Regions from separate parts of the Mus musculus genome. Here region 2 is linked to region 1. Evidence: chromatin contacts called from public HiChIP or PLAC-seq data. All regions are on one chromosome and are shown on one strand. Each heading gives the region's core, a stretch centred on a gene start, on an enhancer-like site or on the middle of the called end of the contact. The rest is flanking DNA. Distances are from core to core; before and after follow the strand shown.

Region 1 (6,524 bases), core at 1,081-3,580:
AACACAGCCGAGCAGAGGCCGAAAGCAAAGGTCCAGCCCTGCAGCTGTCACTGAAGTTTGGGGGAAAACGATCCGAACACAATCCTGGAGAAATGACAAGCCTCGGGGAGTGTAAGAGGACCGGGCTCCCACGGTTAGGGGCATGGATCTGACTCCGGCCAGAGCTGGGAGCCTATCTGCTTTCTACAGGTTCTGAGTAACTTGGTCGGTACAGAGATCTAGGGTCGCCGACGCCTCTCCAGCTCAGATCTGGCCCCAGCCTGGCCTTTCCTGACTCCAGCACAAGGAGAAAGCTGAAATGGTGCGGCAGCTCTTGCTGACACTCAGTCACCCTCACCGGATGCCAGGGCCCCGGGACAGACTCCTGCATACAACGCAGGTGTCTTTGCCCTGGTGCAGCCGGGGCCCTCACATCTGGGATCGGCAGAAAACGACATCTGGGTCACCCGGCCCGGGACGAGATGGCTGGGGATGGGAGCAGGAAAGGACTGTGCGGCCCTTACCTGTGTCGCCGCTTCTTACGCTTCTTGGTCTGGTTTAAAGCCGATTTGGACATTTTTCGGTCACTGGAGGAAACATCTTCGGAATCTGAAAAGCGAGCAGGGAGCGGAATGGGGAGTGCGCTCCGCAGCGCCGGGGGAAGAAGAAGAAGAAGAAAAAAAAAAAAAAAACCCGATGAGGACCCCACCTTCTGCAGCCTCTGTGAGCCGCGCGGGCCTGTGGTCTCCACTGAAGCCCTCCTGGGTCCCGGTCACCATCCCCATCCCTACGCCCAGGCTGACCTTCTCCAGGTCGGCTCTTGAAACCACAGATTTTGGATAAATTTCGTTGCAAGAGAGGCCAAGGCCGGGGTGCGCCTGCACGCAGGGACGTGTGAGAATGAGGCAGGCACGGCGTTGCTGGTACCCCCGGCGGTGCTCCAAGCTTCGAGATCTTCCCCTCCGCCAACAGCTCCAACTCCCAGATCCAAAAGTTGACCCAAGGATTACAGGGCTGTTGCACGGGAGCTGGGGTTCCGGAAAGGACTGGAGACTGCGGGTTCGCTGTCTCTTTTGGGGCACCCACAAAAATGTTTTTCTGTTCGAGTTCAGAGAGCCTGCGATGAACCACTTTTCATTGTCCTGCTTCATTTAATACATTATCATGGCAGGAAAAATCTGGGGAAATACTGAGAACCGGCGAGCTAGAGCACACCGCCAGGGAAGTGGCCCTGACGGGGCGAAAGGAGGCTCATCCAGGGTCCTCGAGCCAGATAAAAATCGGGATCCGGTACACCGGTGCCGCTTAGGTTAGATCTGATGGCTGCCCTCTGGGTACCATGGTGGCTTGATTTTCCCAGTTCGTAGCGGGAGGAAATCGAACCTTAGCTAAGCAATATAGGTAGGGGTTTGGTACAGCAATACAGAAACTGGGAGGAACCGGGAGGGGGGCAACTTTGGACACAGGGACAAGTAGGAACAGCATCGGGCTTCAGAAGCGCAGGTCCTGCCCAAGGCCCGAACCTCGGTGGAGCAGTGAAGCTAGGGCCCAAGGAAAAGGATGCGCCAAGGATTCAGCTACCCGGAGCCAACATCCACTGGGGCCCCAACCCAGATATTCGATAGAGCATGGACTGACACTAGGTCCCAAGAACTGAGCAGGGGTCGGACAAGATGAATCTGAAAACCCTTGGAGTTTGGGTCGCTAGTCGGGGACCCGTTGACTTTAGGCCTAGCATGAGACCCCTTGTCCTGCAGGAACTTTTCCTCCCGGGGGAGGTCGGGGGCTCTCAGGCGAGATCCTACAGCTCCCGACTGTGACTTTCCCAAGCAGTGTAGCAGGCGAGCAGCCTCGCCCCTCACCTACCGGAGCTGGCCGTCTGGCTGGTGTCCAGCGGCCCCGACGCTCTGCCTAGTGGCTGCAAGTGGACGCTCTGCGGATCGGACAGCACTTCCAAGAAGGTGGGCTGTGTGTAGAAGCCGGGAAGTCCCCCGGGCCCCAGCAGCCCCATGCTGCCCACTCCTGCCGGGCTGAGAACGGAGCGCGCAGCTAACAAATGCCCAGGGGCCAGGCCGTCGAGGGCAGCCCGCGGGTGGGAGCTGGGAGGCTCCTTGTTCAAGCCTAGGATCTCCTGGATGCCGAACCCTGTGCACCTGGCCGGGGCGCCCCCCGAGGTACTCTTGGCCACTGTCTCGGATTTGGGCTTGCTCAGCGCTTCCCCCGCTTTCCCCGTCATCTCCCGGTTCTTTGGAGGGGCTGAGGCCGCGGGTCTTTTGCTCCCCCAAGCCCCCCCGCCGGGCTCCCCGCTTCGTGAAGTTGGTCCCAGGTGCCCCCTCCGGTGTCTAATGCTCTGGAGCCCCAAGGAGATTCCCTTTTTATCCAACCAGGCGGCAGCCCAAGTGGGGTCAGAGCTGAACAGCCAATCACCAGGGCCAGGAGCGATTAGGAATTCCAAAAAGCTGGCAGCTCCCGCCGCCACCGGTATCGAGGGGCCAGGGCGCAGCAGGCCCAAGTGTGGTGGGCTCTGCAGGGTGCCCTTGCAGGGACAGAGGTGAAACAGCCAGGTTTGGGGTTATTCCAGGAGATACCGTGGATAGCGGTTTTGAGCTGTATAACCTGGCTGGGACCAGTGCCTAGGTTAGCTGCGACAGATCCCTGGGGTAGGGTTGGGGGTGTGGGGATGGTCTGAACGCAAAGGCTAGGAGACCTCTCCCCCTCCCTTAACTAAGCAGCCTCAAATAGACTCAGACACGGGACAAGGAAGGCTGGAGGGCCCTGGACCGAGCGCTGGGCATGAGAATACAGAAAGGTGCTTAGCTGTGCAGAGGGAGATGTGTGGGTAGAGTTATCTCCCCAGCACGGGACATTATGTTCATTTCAGAAGAGCTGTTCAATAAATACTGGCCCACGTTAAAGGGATCAGGGTTAGGATCGAGCCCTCGTGGGAAAGAGAAACAGAGAGGGTTTTCGTTGACAACAAATATGGGGCCTTCCTCCCCTCCTATCCTTATCCAGTCCTCCTTACTCCACCACCACCACCCCGCCCCCACCACGCCACCTCTTTTTTCCTTGTGGTTTAAGACAGGACCTCTATATGGTCTGGGTTGTTCTCAAACTCAACATTCTCCTGTACTGTCCTCCCGAGGGCTGGGATTTCATTTGGGGGCCGACTTGACTATCCAGCTGTCTTTCTAAACGTCCTCAGAGAATGAGCGTGGAGTGCTTCCCTCGAAGATTGTATTTATTCTGTCCAACAGTCAGTAAGGATCAAGTACCTCGCAGCTTCGAGCCAAAAGCCTGAGGTTCTGCAGTAAACCAGAGAGGCAGGGTGTGAAGCTGTGATCGCCCCATGCAGAAGAAGGGAGCGGGGAGTAACTAAAAAGGAGCCGCTTTTCCCAGCTGCTGGGGGCCCTTGACTGCCTGCTTCTCCAGAGGCTTCAGAAGGGCACTCAGTGGGGACAGCTGAAGTGTGGTGAGAAGCATCCTGCTCAGGCGGGCTGGGAGAGTCACCTGGAGTTGGAGGCGTGGGGACTGGTGTTTCAAATATCCTTGCTTCATATCTCAGACTGGAGTGTGGTCTAAGTGTCAGGAGCCAAGGAGAACATGTGTCCCATACACATTCTAGACCTTCAGTTTAGCTCCTTGTTGCCCTCCCAGAACTGGAGATCACTTTATTAATTGGGGGGCTTCTCTATCCACTATATAGAACATATGATGAGGCAGGGGGATTGCTTTTGTTTTGTTTTTTGTTTTTGTTGTTGGTTGGTTGGTTTAGGGTTTTTGTTTTTGTTGTTTTTGAGGCAGGGTGTCTCTGTGTAGCTTTGGCTGTCTGAAACTCAGTCTATAGGCCAGTCTGGACTTGAACTCACAGAGATCCACCTACCTCTGCCTCCTTAGTGCTGGGATTAAAGGCCTGCGCCACCATCACCAGAAAAGATGAGTTTTAATGGATGGTTCTTTGCCCTTCAGGAAGAAGGTGAGGACAGGGCTAGTCACTTTGAGCAGAATGGGAAATGAGACTGCCGGGAGATTTCATTTGGAGCATCTTGGCTTGTCAGCTGCAAACCTTCAAAGCAAGGGGAACCTTCTAGCTCTCCTCGGTTGGCTACCATGGTGTCTGGTATTCTCGGTGGCCTCTACAGGGACAGATTGACAGGTAAGAGACACCAGGAAGGAACTTAAGCTTTGTTGAGCTGGGTTTGGCAGCACACATTGTAATCTGAGCGCCTGGGAGGCAGAGGCTGGAGAAGCAGAGTTCAAGACCATCTGTAGGTACATAGTGAGTTCAAGGCCAGCCTGGACTACCTAAGACCCTGTTCTCGAAAACAAAACAAGATCAAAACAGGAACTGAGGCTACGGCTCAGTTGGGTAAACACTCACTGTGCAAGCAGGAACTGAGTCCAATCCCTGGCACCCAGGGAAGAAGCTGGGCGTGGCAGGCAGAACTGTAAACTCAGTGCGAGGCAGGCAGGTCTCTGGGCCTTGCTGGTGCTAGCCTGCTGTGATAGTTATGACAATTGCCATGTAACAGAATCTAGAATCACCTGGGAGATAGGCCACTCAGCGTGTCTATGGAGGGTCACCCTTTAAAAATATTTCTTATTTGTATGTATGTGTTTGATTTCATTCATGTGTCTCTGTGTAGGGGTGTGCCATATGGGAGTAGAGCTGCCCCTGGAGGCCAGAAGCCTGCATCAGATCCCTTCAACCGGAGTCGTGGGCAGTTATGAGCTGTCTGATGCGAGTGTTGGGAACCAAACTCTGTAATAGTAGCGAGTAATCTTCACTGCCAGAGCCATCTCTTCAAGCCCTGGAAAATTATCTTGATTGCAGGAGTTGAGGTGGAGAGACACTCTCACTGTGAGTGATACCATGTCCTGGCTGAGATCCTTGATTCTATAAGTAAGAAAGCTGGGCTGGACACATTGCTCTTTCCAGAGGTCCTGAGTGTGATGGCCAGCATCCACACTGGTGACTGACAACTGTCAGTAACTCCAGTTCCAGAGGATCCAGTGCCCTCTTCTGGCTCCCTTGGGTGCTGACATACATATAGAATGTGTGTGTGTGTGTGTGTGTGTGTGTGTGTGTGTGTGTGTGTGTGTGTGTACATACACACAAATACATGTGTATATAAATATACATAAAACATAAATAAAATAAAGAGGAAGGCACTAAGCAGCAACACACGTCCATCAGTCGCTGCTCCCTGATTTTGCATTCAGTGTGACCAGATATTTCAAGCTCCTGCCACGCTGAATTCTCGGCAGAGATAGACTGTACTTTGGAACCTTGACACAGAATAAACTTTCTGTATTAATCCTTTAGTCAGAGTATTTTATCACAACAGTAGGAAAAGAAACCAAACTTCCAGTCCAGTTCCTAATCAGCGACCCCCTGGGAGAGACTCTGTCTAAAAAATAAACAAATTGGGCTGGAGCGATGGCTCAGTTGGTTAGGAGCACGGACTGCTCTTCCAGAGGTCCTGAGTTCAATTCCCAGCAACCACATGGTGGCTCACAACCATCTGTAATGGGGTCTGAGACACTCTTCTGGTGTGTGTCTGAAGATAGCTACAGTGTACTCATATAAATAAAAAATAAATCTTTAAAAAAAATAAACAAATTCAAAACCAAAACCAAAATAAAAACAGGCTTCCTAGAGAAAGAACATCCTGGGTTATTCTCTGTTCTCTATGTGCGTGTGCATACACTCACACACATGTCCATCTGCACATACATGAAGAATGCACATGGGAATTCCTGCACACACACACAAAAGAAACAAAACACAGCACAACCAGGCCTTGCGTTGCTTGGAGGTGTGTGGTCTCCTTCCTCTCCTCACTCTGCTGTGGTACATGAGAACTAGAACTAGGCAGACGGTACCTGGGAGATGTATGCCTGTCAGGGGCATTATGTCCCAGTCCGTTATGTGGTCATATCTGCTGTGCATAAACACTTAGTAGGTATCTGGTCCCTACTACATCCCTGTCAGGGAATGTGTTTTGGTTTGGATTTTGGTTTTGTGGAAGGCTTTGTTGTTGTAGTTTTGAGGCTTTTTGAGATGGGGCTCATGTATCCTCATGGTCTCCAATTCCTTGATGTATCCAGGGTTGGACTTGAACTCCCGATCCTCCATCTCCCAAGTTCTGGAGTCACATATATCTCCCAGACACCTGACTTACCATGTGTGGAAGTCAGCTTTGCAGGGATCTGCAATTTCAAGGCATCTTTCCCTTTGGGTTCTGTGGTGTTGGGTTCTAAGTAGTGCTCCTAACATAACTAGACAATATTGTCAACAGAAAGCCGGGTGTGGTGGCGCACGCCTTTAATCCCAGCACTGGGGAGGCAGAAGCAGGTGGATTTCTGAGTTCGAGGCCAGCCTGGTCTACAAAGTGAGTTCCAGGACAGCCAGAGCTATACAGAGAAACCCTGTCTCGAAAACAAACAAACAAACAAACAAACAAACAAAAATATTGTCAACAGAGCTCCTAGGGCTGTGCTAAGTGACATGCTGGCCCACCAGAAGAACTTCTGTCTCCTTT
Region 2 (5,978 bases), core at 2,685-5,184, 35 kb after region 1:
AAAGCAGCAGGTTTCGCTGCTATTTTCCTTTGGAGCATCCAAGAGCCCATCAGTGCGAAGCACAGCTCACAGGCGGGCAGGTTCACAGGGCTTCATGCCCAGCTCAGGGAAGGTGTAAGCCTCAGACTCAAGCCCCCCCCCCCCCCCCCCCCCGATCCTGTGTCCTCTCTAGACAATACCCCCAGTCACAGCTGCCCTGACTGCGGGCATGTCTGCAGACTGTTACAGAACTTCAATCAGGCACAGTCCTAGTGTGTGCCCTTCTTCATACCACAGGCGCACACACAACACAAAAATGCAAGAAAAGATTTGAAAAGTTGTTCTTTTTGCTTGACACTTTTGTTTTGTTTTTTTGTTTTTTGCTTTTGCATGGATGAGGTAGCTACCAATATACCCCCCCCCCCCGCCCCCGAGACAGTGTTTCTCTGTATAGCCCTGGCTGTCCTGGAACTCACTTTGTAGACCAGGCTGGCCTTGAACTCAGAGATCCACCTGCCTCTGCCTCCTAGTGCTGGGATTAAAGGCAGCACTACCAATATTCTTGCAGCGTCTGCTGGTGGACAATTATTTCTATTGGTCATACACCTAGAAGTAGAATTAACAATGGTTGCACTAAAATTTTCCTTTTTTTAATATTTTTTTAATTATGTATTTTCCTCAATTACATTTCCAATGCTATCCCAAAAGTCCCCCATACCCTCCCCCCCCCCCCACTCCCCTACCCACCCATCCCCACTTTTTGGTCCTGGCGTTCCCCTGTACTGAGGCATATAAAATTTGCGTGTCCAATGGGCCTCTCTTTCCAGTGATGGCCTACTAGGCCATCTTTTGATACATATGCAGCTAGAGTCAAGAGCTCCGGGGTACTGGTTAGTTCATAATGTTGTTGCACCTACAGGGTTGCAGATCTCTTTAGCTCCTTGGATACTTTCTCTAGCTCCTCCATTGGGGGCCCTGTGATCCATCTAATAGCTGACTGTGAGCATCCACTTATGTGTTTGCTAGGCCCCAGCATAGTCTCACTAGAGACAGCTATTATCAGGGTCCTATCGGCACAATCTTGCTAGTGTATGCAATGGTGTCATCGTTTGGAGGCTAATTATGGGATGGATCCCCGGATATGGCAGTCTCTAGATGGTTAAAATTTTCCTTTTGATATATGGTCTCACTATGTAGTCCAAGCTGGCCTCAATCTCACCATCCTCCTGCCTCAGCCTTCTTAGGGTTAGAACAGGCTTGCATTACCATGCCTGGCTCCCAAACCCATCAAAAAGCAGAATGTGTAATCCAAGCATGTAGGAGGCAGAGGCAGCACATCTCTGTGAGTTTGAGGCCAGCCTGGTCTACATAAATAGTGAGTTCCAGGACAGCCAGGGCTATAGAGTATGACCCTGTCTCAAAGCGGGGAAAGAAAAAAAGGAGAATGTGGGTTTAAAGTAGTGTAGTCAATTATTCCATTTGAGGGATTGCCCACCATCTTAGGAAGCTGCTGGGTTTACAGCAAACGCGACGGTTAGGTACCATGATTCAGCATCAGTTGTAGAGTGATCGCCTAACATACACAAAGCCTGAGGCAGGATGCTGCACACCTGGAACTTAAGCACTCCAGAGGCTCGGGTCAAGGACCAGGAATTCCAATTAGCCTTTGCTACAAAGTTTGGGTCTTGCATATAGTACTTAAGACCTTATCTCAAAAAAAGACGAAGGAGGAGGAAGTAGAGGAGGAGAAGGGAGAAGGAGGAGGAAAGAAAGAAGCCATTTTCCCCTACAAACAGATTGCAATGGAAAGTTGGCTTCTGAGGCCTCAGGCTGGGAATTCCTTTGGACCGAGGTTTCATCAAATGCACGTGAATTCATTGTTATCACAGTTTCATGCAGACTTATTGCTCCAAATCTCTGGCATCAGGATTTTATTTGTTACTCTGAAAAGAACGTGGCTGGGAGTGGACTGGGTATGGTGGCGTAAACCTCTCAAGATTTATGTGTGTGCATGTGCATGTCTATGTAAATGAACGCAGTGGATGTGGGTGCTCACCGAGCCTAGGAGAGGGTGTCAGATCAGTTGAAGCTGCAGTTGTGTACCTCCTGATGTGGGTGCAGGGAACGGGACTCGGGTTCTCTGCAAGAGCAACAAGTGCTCTTAACTGCTGAACCGTCTCCACACTATCTGTGGATTCTAGAACAGCCAGGTCTACCGTGCTGTCTCAAAGGGGAAGGGGACATAATTTAATTGAAAAGTGACTATTATAGCTCAGGAAATAAAACTAGAGGACAGTCACACCAAACTCCACCCCAAGTGCTTACTATATATGATCAGGAAGCAGACCTAGATCTCTCTAACCATCATCTCTCTATCCATCTCTACCTCTATATCCATGATCTCTCTATCCATCTCTACCTCTCTATCCATGATCTCTATATCTATCTATCTATCTATCTATCTATCTATCTATCTATCTATCTATCTATCTATCTATCTGAAATTGTTTCTTCAAATGGGTCAAAATGGCTCCTAAGTCCCCCAAGCCCCTTGATGGTTTACGTGTAAGTAAGGTCAGGTCAGGGCTTGGTCACACCCAGCCTTGTAGAAGGATCCAGGAGCTGACACTGTCTAGTGGACAAGTAGAACCCGTGTGGCTTTCAGGTGCACAATTGGGCACACCTAGCCCCGGGTGCTGTGTTTGTCCCTGGGTCCTCGAGGCTGGATCTTCCATGTTTCCTGCACTCTTGTCCCCTTACTTAACCTTCCAACCCTGCCACCCATCTCTGCTTCACAGGCTCGCAGTCCTCCCCGCACCCAGAGGCACCTCCATCATTTCTCCTTGACGTGTCTACTTTCATTTTCCTAGGACGAATCATTTGACAATCGCCGGCCCATATTTCTAAGCTCTCTGGGTCTTGCTGTGCGATTTTCCTGTCCTCTCTGGGGTTGGTAACACCAATCATCCGCAGGTTTCATTAGCATGCTGTTTACCCCAGTCTTTCAGATCATTAATGAAGACATGAAGTGAGCCACCAATCCTCACAGCCCCCCCCCCCCCCCCCCCCCGCCTGTGCTGGAATCATTATCCTTCCTGGTGTGACAGGGTCAGAGCCAAACCAATTTGCATCAATCTTTGGTAAGATTGGAGAGTGTCGCCTGCACTACAGTCCTCCCATAGTCACAACTGCCTCAGCCATCCTCCCTTCTGGAGTGCTCCCCTCTTCCTTTGGAGGGATCATCGGATCCAGCCACCCCTCTCATCTGGCTGAAAGCCTCATAGCTATGGTAATGGCCAGGCAGGACTCAGAGCTACACAAGTCCGCCATGTTGCTCTCTTTGTGACTTGACCTTTTTGGTAAACACATTCTGGCAGAGGAGGGGAGCAGATGTGGCCACCTTAGGATTTACTATTCTCATCTTGTCATCTGTTTCTACTGATGTATGGGTCAAACCTCCTCAGGATCCCCCAGAGCCTACCCAGGTGTCGGGGCTTGATGCCCCAGGTTGGGGTTGGCTGTTATGTCTCAGGACAAGGCCTAGTCTTCCTGCTTCTTTCCTGTCTTTTCCACCAGACACCTCATCTTGCAGAGACCTGAGTTGGAGTCCCAGGACCCATGTAAAAATCCAGGCCTAGCGGGGCATGCCTGCAGTCTCAGCACTAGGAAGGTGGGGACAAGATTCCTCAGGCTTGGAGAAGCAATGGAGAAAGACATCCAACAGTGCTCTCTGACCTATGCACAGGCAGACATGATCACGTGCACACACACACACACACACACACACACACACACACACTCTCTCTCTCTCACTCACTCAAAGGTGGAGGCAAAGCAACAGTGGCAGATGGGGCAGGAGGCTAGGATGAATGAAGAGCTCTGGGGTTTGCTTCCCTCTGAGCCACCCCATATTCTGTAGACTATTTCTGGCTCTGGGCTGGCTCACATGCTCATCACTCTTCTAACTTGATTCTTCCCTGCTGTTCCTTTGTGTGGAGTTAAGAGCTCAGGCCGCTGTCCCTGAGGCTTGGCTGCATCCAGGAAGGCACCAGGATGTGACCTTCAGCCTCATTTGACCTGAGACCTCAGGCTGGTCAGGCCAGGCTGCTCTCTGAGGGTGGAGGCTGAGGCCCCAGTGGGGCCTGTTAAGCCCTGAGAAGGGAATGAGAACCTGACCAAGCTCATACCTGGAAAAGCACCCGGAGCACTGTGGAGGGGTATGGAGCAAGGACCAGGGACATAGAATAAAGCAGGAAATGCATTCCAGGGTAGTGACCTGAATAACATCGATGCTCAGAAACTACCAGGAGGAAAAGCTGTGCCATGGTGATTTGGCATCATGGGAAGCCAGTGCCAGCTCAGAACCCTGCCAAGGTCATGGAAAATACTTCCCTCCAAGTGGTTCTCAGCATTGTCTGCTGAGTCAACCACTGCATTTCCCAAGTACCCTTGCTAGCCAGAGGTTACTTCACAAAGTGGAGGCTGCGGGGGAGGGGTGGAGATGGTACTCGGCACTAATTACTCCAAGGCTACCGTATTTTTCCTGAAAGTGTCAATAATTTTAACAAATGTGAGCAGGAAAAAAAAAAGGCACCAAGTCCTCGTTTAGTGGCCCTGTCAGGTAGCCATACAACGGTAAGATATGCCCTGCACTGATTCCCACATGGGGCAAGGACACACCTCACGACTCCAGCAAATTCCAGAAGTGTTATTTGCTACAGTGGGAGACTTAGCACATTTGGACTTAACATTTGTTACCATGGTGTCTCACACAGGGATGGTGGAAAAACAGTCACTCTGAGACTTTTGGCGCCTTTGATTCTATATAATTGAGCACTTTCTGGTTACGGGAGGTCACTCCCAACAATATCACATGTAGATCAAAATGAAGATGGAGAAATTCTGTTTAGAACTTGAGTTTCAGATACCCCAGGAAACTCTCCTTACATCCTTTGACCCTGGCTATGATTAAGTTTATCACTGTATCACCCCAAGTGTTCCTGTTGGAAATGGGTTGCAATCCTGGAGGAATCAGAATGTCCTTTATCTACCAGCCAACCTTCTGAGTCACACAGAATACAGCCAGTTATGCGTGGGCAAATAGGCTACGTGTGTGTGTGTGTGTGTGTGTGTGTGTGTGTGTATGTGTGTGTGTGTTTAAAGAGATCATCCAAGAGAGACTGGGGTCAGTCCACAGGGGAAGAGGCAGACATGAAGGTGACAGGGTTCAAACGTAAGCGAGCTGAGGAATGGAGCCTCTGGCAGGCCATGTGCTCGTCGAGGGTAGACTCTCACTCAGGCTCTGTGTAAATTCTCTTTGACATGGTGGTAAGAACCTCACTGCAGGTCTGGGTATGGAGGTCTGGGTGTCGTACCTCAGTCACCGTGGTACCGCAGTCACCATGCTGCAGGCCATGCAAGGAGTGAGGGCTGGAGGTAAGGAAACAGAGCGGGCTTCCAGGAAGGTCAGAGCTCCAGTACTTCAGACTCTGGCTCCAGGGATGGAGCCTAGGCTGTGCCAGTGCAGTTCTGCTCTGCTCCACAGCCTGTGCCTTTTGGGCTTTGGGAAACCTCTCACGAGTTGCTTTGTTTAGAGACCGTGTTCCCCATCCCTCCTCCCTGCATCTGTCCCCTGGTTAGAGTTGTATGAAGCGGAAGACAATCTGGGGCTTATTAGTGTCCCAGGGAGACATGTAACTGTGCTGCTGGGACCCAAACAGCAAGAGTCTTAGCAGCAAACTCCAGCCGAGAAAGGACTGAGGGATTGTCTCACCTAATTACAGGGAATGGCTCTCTTTGTATTTGTGATTCGGTACGGTTGTCAGATCGCTTTTGATCGCTTTTCTCCATTTGCTGGCTCAGGCCATGCTGGAATTGTGCTAATTAGAGGAGAAATGGACAGAGTGATCCTGTCAACCCTGGTTACTGGTGGGGGACAAAGCAGAATATTATTCTAAGGCAATGTTTTGTAAGAGCCCTTCTCCTGCTCTCATTAGGAG

The links. HiChIP or PLAC-seq counts read pairs in DNA pulled down with a chosen protein or histone mark.
Region 2: an H3K27ac HiChIP or PLAC-seq map of embryonic stem cells shows a contact between it and region 1, with 6 read pairs. The contact joins the enhancer-like site here to the promoter of Vsx2 in region 1. A contact is called at or near these places in 2 of 39 promoter capture datasets (stem cell-derived epiblast-like cells and trophoblast stem cells), 1 of 15 datasets of contacts at CTCF or cohesin (embryonic stem cells), 7 of 484 Hi-C or Micro-C datasets (embryonic stem cells, liver, memory CD8 T cells and 2 more), 7 of 115 datasets of contacts at active chromatin or transcription factors (embryonic forebrain, embryonic midbrain, embryonic stem cells and 2 more) and 3 of 9 other capture datasets (adipose tissue, liver and pancreatic islet).

What each region holds. Positions count from the first base shown.
Region 1 is chr12:84,565,634-84,572,157 of GRCm38.p6, reverse strand. Vsx2 (visual system homeobox 2) reads right to left here and starts at 2,330. Exons shown (of 5, transcript NM_007701.3): 1 at 1,846-2,330; 2 at 504-588. The coding sequence starts at 2,215.
Region 2 is chr12:84,532,322-84,538,299 of GRCm38.p6, reverse strand. LOC115487945 (a long non-coding RNA gene) reads right to left here and starts at 126. Exons shown (of 2, transcript XR_003950097.1): 1 at 1-126. Within about 2 kb of position 3,934, at least 17 of the 459 cell types and tissues checked have an H3K27ac peak or open chromatin away from gene starts, as enhancers often do. A contact at or near this core is called in embryonic stem cells, where this site is marked.